3 separate regions of the Mus musculus genome follow, and all the other regions are linked to region 1. The links are chromatin contacts, called in public HiChIP or PLAC-seq and promoter capture Hi-C maps. All regions are on one chromosome and are shown on one strand. Each heading gives the region's core, a stretch centred on a gene start, on an enhancer-like site or on the middle of the called end of the contact. The rest is flanking DNA. Distances are from core to core; before and after follow the strand shown. Region 1 holds the start of Noc3l (NOC3 like DNA replication regulator). Region 2 holds the start of Ccnj (cyclin J). Region 3 holds the start of Zfp518a (zinc finger protein 518A).

Region 1 (3,400 bases), core at 633-3,132:
ATCACGATAATGCTGCATTTGGGTCAGACTGCATGGAGGTTAAGAGAAGGAGAGATGGCTATAGAACAATGAACAGTTACATCAGCTAGAGAACTGTCCTGACTTTAAAATGATCATATTTTTCTGTTTTGAGGAGCTGGGGTCCTTAGATGGTTCTACAAAACAACCGAGACTATTACAGCTGAACTTCACCCCAAGTGTACAAGGAGAAAGAAAACCACAAGTTTAGAAAAGGAAATACCTACTGGCAGCATGGTGAAGAATGGAGCAAAACCAAGCAGGCTAACCACGGCTAACTCTCAGTGGATGGGAAGCCGGCAGCCCTGATGCGTGTCCCGAAATTTACACAGCTGCTCTGAGCATCCCCCAAGTACATTTTCAGATCTGCTGTCTATGCCAACGAAAAGGAGAAGCTAGTTTTCTCACAGGGCATATGGTCTTGCATTGTTTTCTCATACTTACTGTGGTAAAGCATAAAAGACCTTACCTAGACCTACAAGGATCTGAACACAGGACAAGTGGACACTAGAAAACAAGTCACTTCCATGGAGAACATTCCAGCGTAAGTGAACACTTTCGTTACCTGGCCGTTTGCTCTTTGGGTCCTCCAGCGGAATGGGTTTTTTAGACACAGCATCTTTTACAGCTTGCCTTAGTTTCCTCTGCTCTTTTCGGTACTTCTTGATGGTACTTTGTTGTTTAAATTGCTTATTTTTCAATTTGTTTTCAAGTTTCACTTTACTAGTTTTTATCAACTTGCGAAAGCTTGGGACCTGCTTTTTATTTCTTCTCTAGAAAACAACAACAGAAGAGACACTACAACTAAGAAATTCTGATTATTTTTAAAATCAGGTGAAGGAAAACTCTTTATAGATTAAATAAAGCAAATTTCAAAACTGTCTCACAACCACGGGTCCTGTGTAAGAACTAAAAACCAATGCACGGCAGTAAGCAATCCTACAGAATGGCACTAGAGCATCAGTTGCTCCACACGGGATTTCCCTGTGATCTGAATCTAGTCTCTCACGTGTGCAATCTGAAAGCAAAACATTATGAATCTCTTCTCTGTGGCAAACGGTCATTCAAGGCTAGTCTAACACTGGTACGGCAACACATTCAGAGCAAAATAATGGATGCCTTTAGCAACTGACATTCATTTGTCGGTTTATTATTTACAAAGCACTCACACTTCCCAACACCCTAAATAATAATAATCCTCACGTCATTCATAAAGAAGCGAAGGTTACAGAAGTTATTCCAGCGCTCTCGCTGGTAAGTGCTTTGTAATCCAAATCCCAAGGCTACTTCTAAATTCCCTCTCCATCTGGGAAAAATCACCAGCCTTCCTATCACCTTACACTTTAAGGAGGAAACAGGCTCTCTTCGGGTTCAGTGTCTCACAAAACAGGTTCAAGGAACTTTAGACTTGCTTCTCGTGTGTATAAGATTCGAGAGACAGTTTGGAAAACCCTTCAGTCTGACACCATTCGGTGGCAGGGCCCGGTGCTGGCCTCGCATCTGCAGCCTGAGGTCGTGCTTGGGCGTAGTGGGCGAGGAAGCAAAAGCCCCAGTAATGACCCAAAGTGGATGGAGCATAGATCGGCTAGGGAGCACCAAGTTAGGCCACCGCCCCCTATACCAGACTCAAAACCTAAGGGAAAGATAAGCCAGGCAGAGGGAGACCCTGTCAACCCAAGCAGCCACAACTCCCGGGGGCCGGGGTTCGGACAGCACTTACCGCCTTCATCCTTAGGCCTGCGAGGAGTACCACAGACAAGATCACTCGGACAGAGGAACACGCAGGAGCCGGGTGGAAAAGACACACGTGCACTGAGCGCAACCTTTCCCAAACCGGAAGACGCTTTCAGCCTCTCCCCCTTTCTGCCGCCGGAAACGGGAGGCGGGACTTCCTCTTCGGGCGGCGGTGCGTGCGCCCCCTGGTGGCTCTGGTCCCGGGCTCAGTCTCTCACGGACTGACCCTTGTGAGAATCGCTGAGGCTGAAGAGTGGGCGAGTGGGCGTCCCAGCTGAAGGACTCAAGCAGGTTCCCGCCCGGATTCCTTTTCAGTCCTGGAGAAGACAAAAGACGAGGGCTTGGCGGTTTTGATCGCCGGCGTCTTGTGGCTCCGCCTGTTGCGGGTACTTCGTCTTCTGGATCTTCTAGAGGGCAACCGCAGCTTCTTTATTGGAAGCCATCCCTCCACAGGCACTGGGGCTTTGAACCGAATGATGAAAGATCTCTCACCACCTTCCACCAACCGAAAGTCCACACTTAAGTTTAGGCGTGGTGGAGCACGTCTTTAATCCCAGCACTGGGAGGTAGAGGCAGGTGGATCACTGTGAGTTCGAGGCCCGGTCTACAGAGCCTAGTCTACCCAGTGTAGTCCCTGTCTAGAGAAAAAGTCTATGGTTTTACTGTGGAATCGTTTTTTCTTTGGGTTTAACCATTATATGATAAAGTACTATATTGGTGAGACTTGCAGAATTAGGATTCTGTTACCTTTTTGGTAAAGATACTATCTGACTGAATCGTTAACTCTTCCAGGAAGATTTAAGCATCGCAAGAATGTGTATTTTAAGTACTTGTCTCCCAAAGACCTTTTCCTAAATTAAAAAACAGAATAAAACACTGGGCAGGAGAAGTGGTTCAGTGTTTAAGAGTGCTTGCTGCTCCTCCAGAAAGTCCCGGATTCTATTCCCAGCACATCCATCTCTGAGGACCTCTTCTGACCTCCTCAGGCAGGCACTCACCCACACATATATACAAACAAAATAATAAATTATAAAAAACAATAAAAATAAAAAGTTAATCACAAAGATGAACTTGAGGCTATTAAAGGTTTTTTAAAAAAAAAAAGAAAGAAAGAAAGAAAGAAAGGAAGAAAGAAAAAGAAAAAGAGACGCCGTTGTTATTTGACTGACCCTCAACTCAATATGCTCCTGTCTCAGTTTCCCAAGTACTAATTATAGAGTCACCATGCCCAGGGTTAAGTATATCGTTCTTGAGCACAGCCCTGACATTGTTGGCCTCACAGTTCTGAGCTGGTGAGATAAGCCAGAAGAAACCCAGGGGCCACTGAGATCATGAACAGTGGTAATCTTACAAAGACTAGTCCTTTCTGCTTTTCACCTCAGAGAAAAATGCCTTCTATCTGGCATCGTCTTTCCACCTCCCTTCTAACTTTCTCCCTGTTCTCTCTCCTTCCACACCCTGTCTTGGAAACAGCAGAGCCTGTCTCACTGTTAGATTACTTCATCACACTAATTGGAAACATCAGCCTGTGCTCTTTCTTACCAAGCCTGTGGCTGAATTCCTTCCCAAACATATCAACAGTTACTCCCACTTCTTCAGCTTGCATCTGGTTGTTCCAAGGATGAGGTATCCCCATTTCTATTCAAAA
Region 2 (3,641 bases), core at 1,053-3,552, 2.0 Mb after region 1:
GAAGAAGTGGAGAAAGGAGTCTGCCAGTTAGTATGCATAGTTTTATATTGGTTTTATGGTTTTTTTGTTTTGGTTTGGTTTGGGTTTTTTTTTTTTTTTTTTTTTTTTTTTTTTGCCTTTTGCTTGCATTTATTTTAAAGTGTTTTCTTTTTGACAAAAAGCAATGGCTTTCTTTTCTTTTTTAACTTTTAAATACATTCTGTGTATTTGGTTTACAGTGTTTTGGTTTTTGTGGTACAGTAGCTTGAAGCCAGGGACTCGGGTACGTTGGGCAAGCCCTGTACTGCTCATCCCCCTCCCCCAGTTCTCAGCGCACAGCGTCTGATGAACACGTGCATTGAGTACAGAGAGCTTCATGAAGAATTCTCTCCCCTGCGTGCTCCGATGTTAGTGTCTTGGCTGCCAGAGCGTGGTGGCTTCCGACTGCCGGAAGTGCCCGCAGTCCCAAAAGCCTTCCAGAGAATCAGCTCCCACCCTCATCTCTTGCAACCCAACTCGAGGTTCCATTCTCTGTTGTGCGGGTGCCTTGCCCGGTTCGCTCTGAAACCTTTGCTAGTGTCTTTTGAAGTTTGGATTATCTTTACTGAAGTGGAAAACTGCCCTCTACTTTCCTTCCAAAATGGAACCCTGTCGTGTTTACTGTCCCCTCTGCTGGCATGCCCATCCACCATCTAGATAGCCAGTCGCTTCCCCTCAGGCCTTTGCATGGCTTCCCTATCATAAAACGTCGGCCTATCCACCTATCTAGCCTTTCACTTTGTTTGCCTTACAGCACTTGTTACCGTGTGGTATGGATTTATCTTTCATTTATTATGACTTTTCTCTTCCCAGTAGAATGTAAACTGTGGGAACACAGAGTTGAAGTGCCTTCTGCCCAGCTCACTCTAAAGGGATGAAAAAAATAGTAAGACCGAAATTCCTTTTAGGAATGTAGACTCTAGAGAGACCACCAGAGACATACACAGGCATGAACAAGGATGAATACTGGCATCTTATAAAGAGCCATCTAAGTCTAGAATAATACATGATTTCTGAACCGGTCTCTCCCGGCAAACAACGTGTTCAAAGTAGACTGTAGGACAACCTGCTTATTACAGGATCGCATAGGCAATTATAGTCTGTGACCCACTTTTCTGAAAAGGTTCTTAAGAAAGGCCTGGACCCTAAATCATTTGGAAGCCAAAAGCTGCTTAGTAGTCGTGAATTGGAAACTGAGTACTACTTAAATACCATAAATGACATGGAAATTTTAGCCAGATAACGTCCTTTCCCTCTACTAGTAGTCTCTTCCCGAAATGCACCGGGCTAGGCTGGGTTCTGCCAATTTTCACGTGCATGCTTCCAGTTTCTTCCCATCATTTCCTGAACCCCTGCTCTCCCCAGGCATTGTATAACACTGTCACACAGGGGTCTGCAGCAGCCCTTCCGGGATGGATGCAAATACCAGGGTGATAAGCCATGCTCCCGAAGTGTGCACTCATCCTTTTCTGTACTAGCCCTTTGTCACTCTTCCTCTTTCTAAACAAAATATTCAAAGTAAGGGGTGAGGTCTCATGATTTATGTTTAAATATTGAAGGAAGTCGCTTTACAGTCTCTGGAAAATTGAGGGAACCCATCTACTTCTTTTGGGGTGGTCCTCCAGACACTCTCAAATACAACTGATGGGGTTTCTGTTACATTTCCAGCCCCAGCCAATCGCCTCAATTGACGCTGGAGTGTTCCCACCGTTTAGGGTCTCTTCCTTGACCACCACAGATGGTCAATTACATCCATTATGGATCTGACAAGCCAGGTTGCTAAAGATGTCAATTCCAGTCGCAACTCGCGCGAATCGCCGAAGTGAAAGCAACAAGAAGAGCTGAGTTAGAAGAGCTAAAAGGAGTACTGGGTTTAGAGGGGAGACTGGAGCAGAACTCGACAACCAAAGCGCCTTAGGGACTGGTAAGAGCTAAAGCCCATTCGGAAGGCTTAGGGTAGGGGGAGGATCCCGGAGAGCAGCCCCTCGGAAGTGAGACAGCGGGCCAGATCCGCGCTGCCAAGTTTTAATCCCGGGGCTGAGACATCGCATCTTTCTTTGCCAGCACCCGGGACCCATCAAAGATTCTCTGCAGGTGAGCGGCCCTCGGGCGCCGACAGACCGCGGAGGCTGCAGAGCGAGACCGCCCGGCACCGGGCAGGGGCCCGGGAGACGGAGTAGCACCTGGCTCGGCCCGGCCGCCGATTGGACGGCGAGGCGCGACCCCGCTGTATCGCGAGAGCCGATTGGCAGCGCGGGGCGGCCCGTGCCCCGGCGCTGGCTTTGTACGGCGAGCCGCCTGCCGGTCCTTTAACAATGGGCGGCGCGAGCGCCCGGGTGCTGGGCCCTAGCTGAGGCGGGGGCTTCGCGGCCGACGGTCCGCGGCATGAACGCTGCCGGCGCCCCGTGCACGCCGGCCGGGCTGGGGCTCTGAGGGCCGCGGTTCCGGGTAAGAAACCGCGTGGGCCGGGCAGGCCTGCGGGAGCGCAGCGAGGCGAGGGGAAGCGAGGCGCGGAGCACGGCCGCCCGCCCGGCCTTTTGTTTGCCGCTCCGGGTCCGCGCTGCGGCGGGCGCACCGCAGACCCCCAGGGTGGTGGAGCGTGCGGGGCTGTCGGCGCGGACCTGGTGTCGCGCGCTGGTCACTCTCCATTCCGGCGACGTTCTGACAATGTCAGGGCTCCCGCGCCTAAGTGCAGGCGGCTGAGGTCGAACCCAGAACTCGGAGAGCCCGAGGTGGGCCGTCCCGCCCGGAGCTTTCAGAGCTCGCACCTTTCTGCAGTTCTTGCAGCGGGCGATTGCAGACGACTGGGTAGATCAGGCCTTGCTGGCGTTGGAAGATGGCTCGGGGTCGGGTCAGGTGAAGAGGAGCAGCCGCACGGGGTGACCTGAGATCGCATCCCTGGAGGAGGGGGCGCGGAGGATCGCGGGGGGACTGGGGGGGGGGGGAGTTGCTGGCCGTGACCGCGTCTGGGGCGTGTCTTCCAGACTGAAGTTGCGGCGTCTGGCCGGGCGCACCTCCGGCTTCCATGGAGCTGGAGGGGCAGTGGTGGCGAGGACAGCTGGCTGCGGATATTCACCAGGCGCTTCGGTACAAGGTAACTCCCGAGACCCGACTTTCCCCATCCCGGCTCTTGTGCTTCCTGGAAAGGCCAGTCAGGTTCTTTACTCTCTACCTTCCAGGCCAGAGAAGGCGAGTTTGCTCATTTGTCAAAGTTAATTAACTTCTTCCTTCCCTGGGCTGCATCCGAAGAACCTGTAAATGTGGAGAAGACTGGGGCGTGGTAGTTGGGAGAAGGAAGGTGGATGGTGTTCCGATGTTGCCAGGTCGACCATGGGTGTGTGTGTGTGTGTGTGTGTCTGTCTGTCTGTCTGTCTGTGTCTGTGTGTGAGTGAACAGCCCTCCTTGTTTCGTACATGCTGTTGCATGAAGCTGGTGTAAGCCCTGTACATAACTCAGTTCTCCAACCTTTCCCCAAACCTGCTCTGAGACTTCGGACAACTTAATTTTCTCTTTCTCAGTTTCCTCGTCTGTAAAAGGAGAAATAACAACGACAGAACGTCCTTATGGGGTGATTGTGAAATCTGTTAAGTATGTACTGTGCAGGAACTTAGAACAGTGTAAGA
Region 3 (3,723 bases), core at 271-2,770, 2.1 Mb after region 1:
ACTACTCACAGTCCAAAACAACTTTTTTTTTTCCTATTAAAAAACAAACAGGCTTTTCTCCACTTCTCTCCTCAGCAATGTGTGTCCTCTTTTCTGGAACAATGAAAATATTGTGTTAAGGAGAAAATCTACCAGCACTCAGGAAACAGAGGCAGGCAGAGCTTTGTAAGCTGGAGGCCAGCCTGGTCTACAAATTGAGTTCCAGGACAGCCAGGGCTCTGTTACACTGTCTCAGGGCCTGTTACCCTGCCCCCCCCCAAAGAAAATCTATTTTGCAAACATCATTATAGATTATAAATATGCCCTTTTGATATTAATAGATTTCACCTTCACTTTTATAGTTATGTTTGTACTTCTTGTGTGAATTTCAGCTTGCCGCTTCTAGGAGGACTGTTGTACAAACCACCCAAAACTAAGGGTTCTCCGTGTGTGTTTTATTCCTTTCTTTTTCTTTTTCTTTTTCTTTTTCTTTTTTTTAATTTAAAGGGTAAAGTCCGTGTGGCACAGGTCAATGCGTTCAAAAGCATATCCTAAGAAAGTGGAAAATTCTTAACAGTTTTAAAATTGGTTTTAAGAAAAATTTGTGCGTGTCAGGAGTTATTTGGGTTACCCCTTGCCCCCACGCATCCCCCCCCCCAAAAAAAAAAACTACGGCCCACAGTTGAAGCCAAAATTCTCAGATTCGATCTTTTATATTTTGCTATATCCCTCCGCCTCGAGTTTTTGACGGCGGCAGTTTCCACAGTGCTTCCACGTGTGTTTTTTGTCCTTTTTTTCTTTTAAGGGAGGTAATTATTTACCAAGTGAGATTAGTAGGCTTCTGAAACGTTCTGAAAGAGAGGAGCCACATTTGGACTTTGTACGACTCTTGTGTGGGGTGGGGAAGGATTCTTTTCTTGGGGGCAAGGATTCCATTTTTGAGTCTGTGAGGGGCGTGCGAGGGTTTTCCTTCGCTGAGAGGACTTCCTTCGCTCAGACGAGTCCTCCGTGCCGTGGGAGGAGGTCGTGTCGCGGCGGGAGAGAAGAGTGTCCCTCACAGGTAGCCTGTGCGTGGGGCTGCTCTGGAGCTCAGGGTTGGCTCCCTTGTGGGCCAGAGCTTTGGGTAGCAGCTTCGTCCAACCACTGGGACGTCAAAGGGATACCACAACTCGCGTGATCCGAGTAAGTACAGGGAACACGCCATTTGCTAAGATGGGGGCTGCCTAAAACCTCTGGGTTGAGGCCATTTCCTGTCAACCAAGGCTTGCCAAGCACACCAGTTCCTGCTTCTGGTGTCTACTTGGGAAAGGACGGTAGCCATTTTCCCCGTTCTTCCCCCCGCAGTAGGATCCCCGCGGCTGGTGAGTAGACGGGGGGCGGTGAGGCGGGACGCAGGGAGGCGCCGTATGACGAGGTCAGCCGTGGACTCAGCGCCATGGCCTACTCTCGGGAGGCTGAGGCGGGGGCCCTTCCGGCCGCCGTTCCCTTCCGCTCGCCTCAGGTGCAGCGCGGATCCCTCCGCCGCAGCGTGCGCTGCCGGCAGCGCGGCGCTCGGCTTTCCGGCAGTACCCGGATGGAGGGGTAATGGCCGCCATCTGGGACTCGCAGGCAATGGGGACCACGGCAGGTATTCCCTGTGTGCGGAGCCGCCAAGACCAGTTAGGATGTCGGGACGCACAGAGAGACGGCAAGGGGCCAAGGGCGAAATCGTGGGGTGCTAGGGTTCCCCCCAAATGGTCTTGGGGGGGATCCGCCTCTTGCGCTAGGAAGCTCATGTTAAATAGTCCCGTCCATTCAGCGCTTCCGGCCAACTTGCCGCAAAGTTTTCTAGAGAAGTCCTTGGTTTCTAACCCGGGGCTCTTGCTAGCTCTTAGGGCTGGTCATTGTCGTCTCGGCTTGGGCTGGTTGTAAGTTTGTCCCTAAGAACTCCCCCACGGTCTCAGAGCCTAGGACTTGGGCGCGCGCGCACGGCGCGGCGACAGTGTACATCCGCGCGCCCGAGGGGCAGCGGAACTCCGGGGAAAGGGGCGGATCGGGCGCGGCGTTTTGGGGGCGATGCGGGGGCGTTTGGCGCGCGAAGCCATCGCTCGTCGGGTTCCGCGCCCGGTGGAGACGGGCTGGGCAGCCCTCAGTCCGCACCCCTCGAGCTGTAGGTTCGCGGGCCCGCCTCGACGGCATCCCTACTATGGGCCCAGTCTATGGCTATTGGGGGTTCTTCCTTGCAGAGACTCCCCGCTCTCTTGGCGCACGCACTGCGCGCCCTCAGAGTTGGGCAAGAAAGTGGTCCTCTTGTAGACTGCCCCCACCACCACCACACCCAGTGGCATATGGATTTCTTTGTCACGGGCTTTTTTTTTTTTTTTCCCCACTTGTAGGGTCCATCTTGAATCTGTTCTTAACATGGTGTCCTCTTTGTTAAGTGGGTAGTATCTTGAGTTAGATGGCTTTGGTAACTCAAAAGTATTGGGTCTGAATGCATAGATGATGTGATTTAACTCTTATCTAGACCAATGGAACAGATGCAACTTCAAAGTTTAGAAAACAAAAGTTAAGGGTCAGTTTTCGCTTCAGGTTTAAATTTGGGTTATTTTAGTTTTTGTAAATTATTTTTTTCAAAAGTCTTGAAAATGGGGAAAGGGGTCAGTTTTTGAGGAATTCATGAGAATGTTGAACTGTCTGTGATTATCTCAGGGATGTAATGTAAAAACAACTCACAGCGTGGTTAATTTGAAAGTCTGGTTTTCTTAAGGCACATTTTACTAATAATAATTGAATTGCTTTTTTTCCCAGCAAAACAGGTCTGATTTGAGTGTGCTCTAAAGTTTGTATGGTCAGAATGAATAGAGAGACTTGCTGAAATTCCCTAACATTTTTAAAGTTATAGCTGCAGATCTGTTAATTATCCTTCAACAAAGCTGTATTTTTCTTTAGAAAGTCAAAAGGGGCAATTCGTACTAGCACTTGAGGGGTGTTGGCTTTCTATGGCGTAGGTAAGCATAGTAGACCTTACTCTTTTCTGTTTTTTTTTCCAAATTATGATTACCAATTCAAACATTATATGTCAGATGTCTGAACAGATAAAAGGATAGCAACTCCAGCGACTGTGTCTTTGTGAGCTCATAGCAAATAAACTTAAATACTGGAGGGTTTTATCATAACCACCTTCACATTTTATGATATTTTTTCTGGAAGTAGTATAGTGTGGTTCCAAAAGCTGCTGTATTTTGAAATATTTTAAATGAGAAACTTTCTATCTAAATATAGTTTGAGTGAAAAAACCCACAAAACCTTACAATGCCCTTTTAATGTACTTTTATTGCAAGTGTTGGGGCTTACTCTCATTGAAGCATTGTGTGTGCCCTGTAGAGAACACTTAATCTGACCAGTCTAACTACTTTTCTGGTTTTCCTTTAAGTTCAAGATTTTAATCTTGCATTTCTTCAGGTGCTCTATTTAAAAGGGTTTTGTCAATTAGAGAAAAGGGTTCTTAGAAAATTTGAAATGTTTATCTGTTGTCTGCCCTCATGTATAGTCTATTAATTCTATAGGCTTCACATCATAGGCAGTTCTCATGGGATGTTGATACCAGCCTTGAGCATTACTGTTGTCAGTAGGCTTTTGTAGTGGGCAGATAAGTGGTTCAGAATCAGGTGCAATACTAATTCTGCTTTTGCAATTTGGATAGGGCAAAACGAGTTTTCCTTTTATTGTATTAAATGATGCTATTGTATTAGATTCTTGGAG

What was found. HiChIP or PLAC-seq counts read pairs in DNA pulled down with a chosen protein or histone mark. Capture Hi-C pulls out chosen DNA fragments and counts their contacts.
Region 2: an H3K4me3 HiChIP or PLAC-seq map of embryonic forebrain shows a contact between it and region 1, with 8 times the contacts expected there. The contact joins the promoter of Ccnj here to the promoter of Noc3l in region 1. A contact is called at or near these places in 4 of 39 promoter capture datasets (the 3T3-L1 cell line, cranial neural crest, frontonasal cranial neural crest and 1 more) and 2 of 115 datasets of contacts at active chromatin or transcription factors (embryonic forebrain and stem cell-derived neural progenitor cells).
Region 3: a contact with region 1 is called in a promoter capture Hi-C map of adipose tissue, with 5 times the contacts expected there. The contact joins the promoter of Zfp518a here to the promoter of Noc3l in region 1. A contact is called at or near these places in 3 of 39 promoter capture datasets (cranial neural crest, hippocampal neurons and stem cell-derived epiblast-like cells), 1 of 484 Hi-C or Micro-C datasets (CD8 T cells), 2 of 115 datasets of contacts at active chromatin or transcription factors (embryonic stem cells and stem cell-derived neural progenitor cells) and 2 of 9 other capture datasets (adipose tissue and liver).

Annotation. Positions count from the first base shown.
Region 1 is chr19:38,817,355-38,820,754 of GRCm38.p6, forward strand. It overlaps Noc3l (NOC3 like DNA replication regulator), which reads right to left and starts at 1,883. Exons shown (of 21, transcript NM_021315.2): 1 at 1,739-1,883; 2 at 584-791. The coding sequence starts at 1,747.
Region 2 is chr19:40,828,977-40,832,617 of GRCm38.p6, forward strand. Ccnj (cyclin J) reads left to right here and starts at 2,303. Exons shown (of 6, transcript NM_172839.4): 1 at 2,303-2,466; 2 at 3,003-3,112. The coding sequence starts at 3,044. It overlaps Cc2d2b (coiled-coil and C2 domain containing 2B), which reads left to right. Exons shown (of 35, transcript NM_001376940.1): 35 at 1-802.
Region 3 is chr19:40,893,185-40,896,907 of GRCm38.p6, forward strand. It overlaps Zfp518a (zinc finger protein 518A), which reads left to right and starts at 1,521. Exons shown (of 5, transcript NM_028319.1): 1 at 1,521-1,606. It overlaps Mir8092 (microRNA 8092), which reads left to right and starts at 1,519; the gene lies at 1,519-1,605.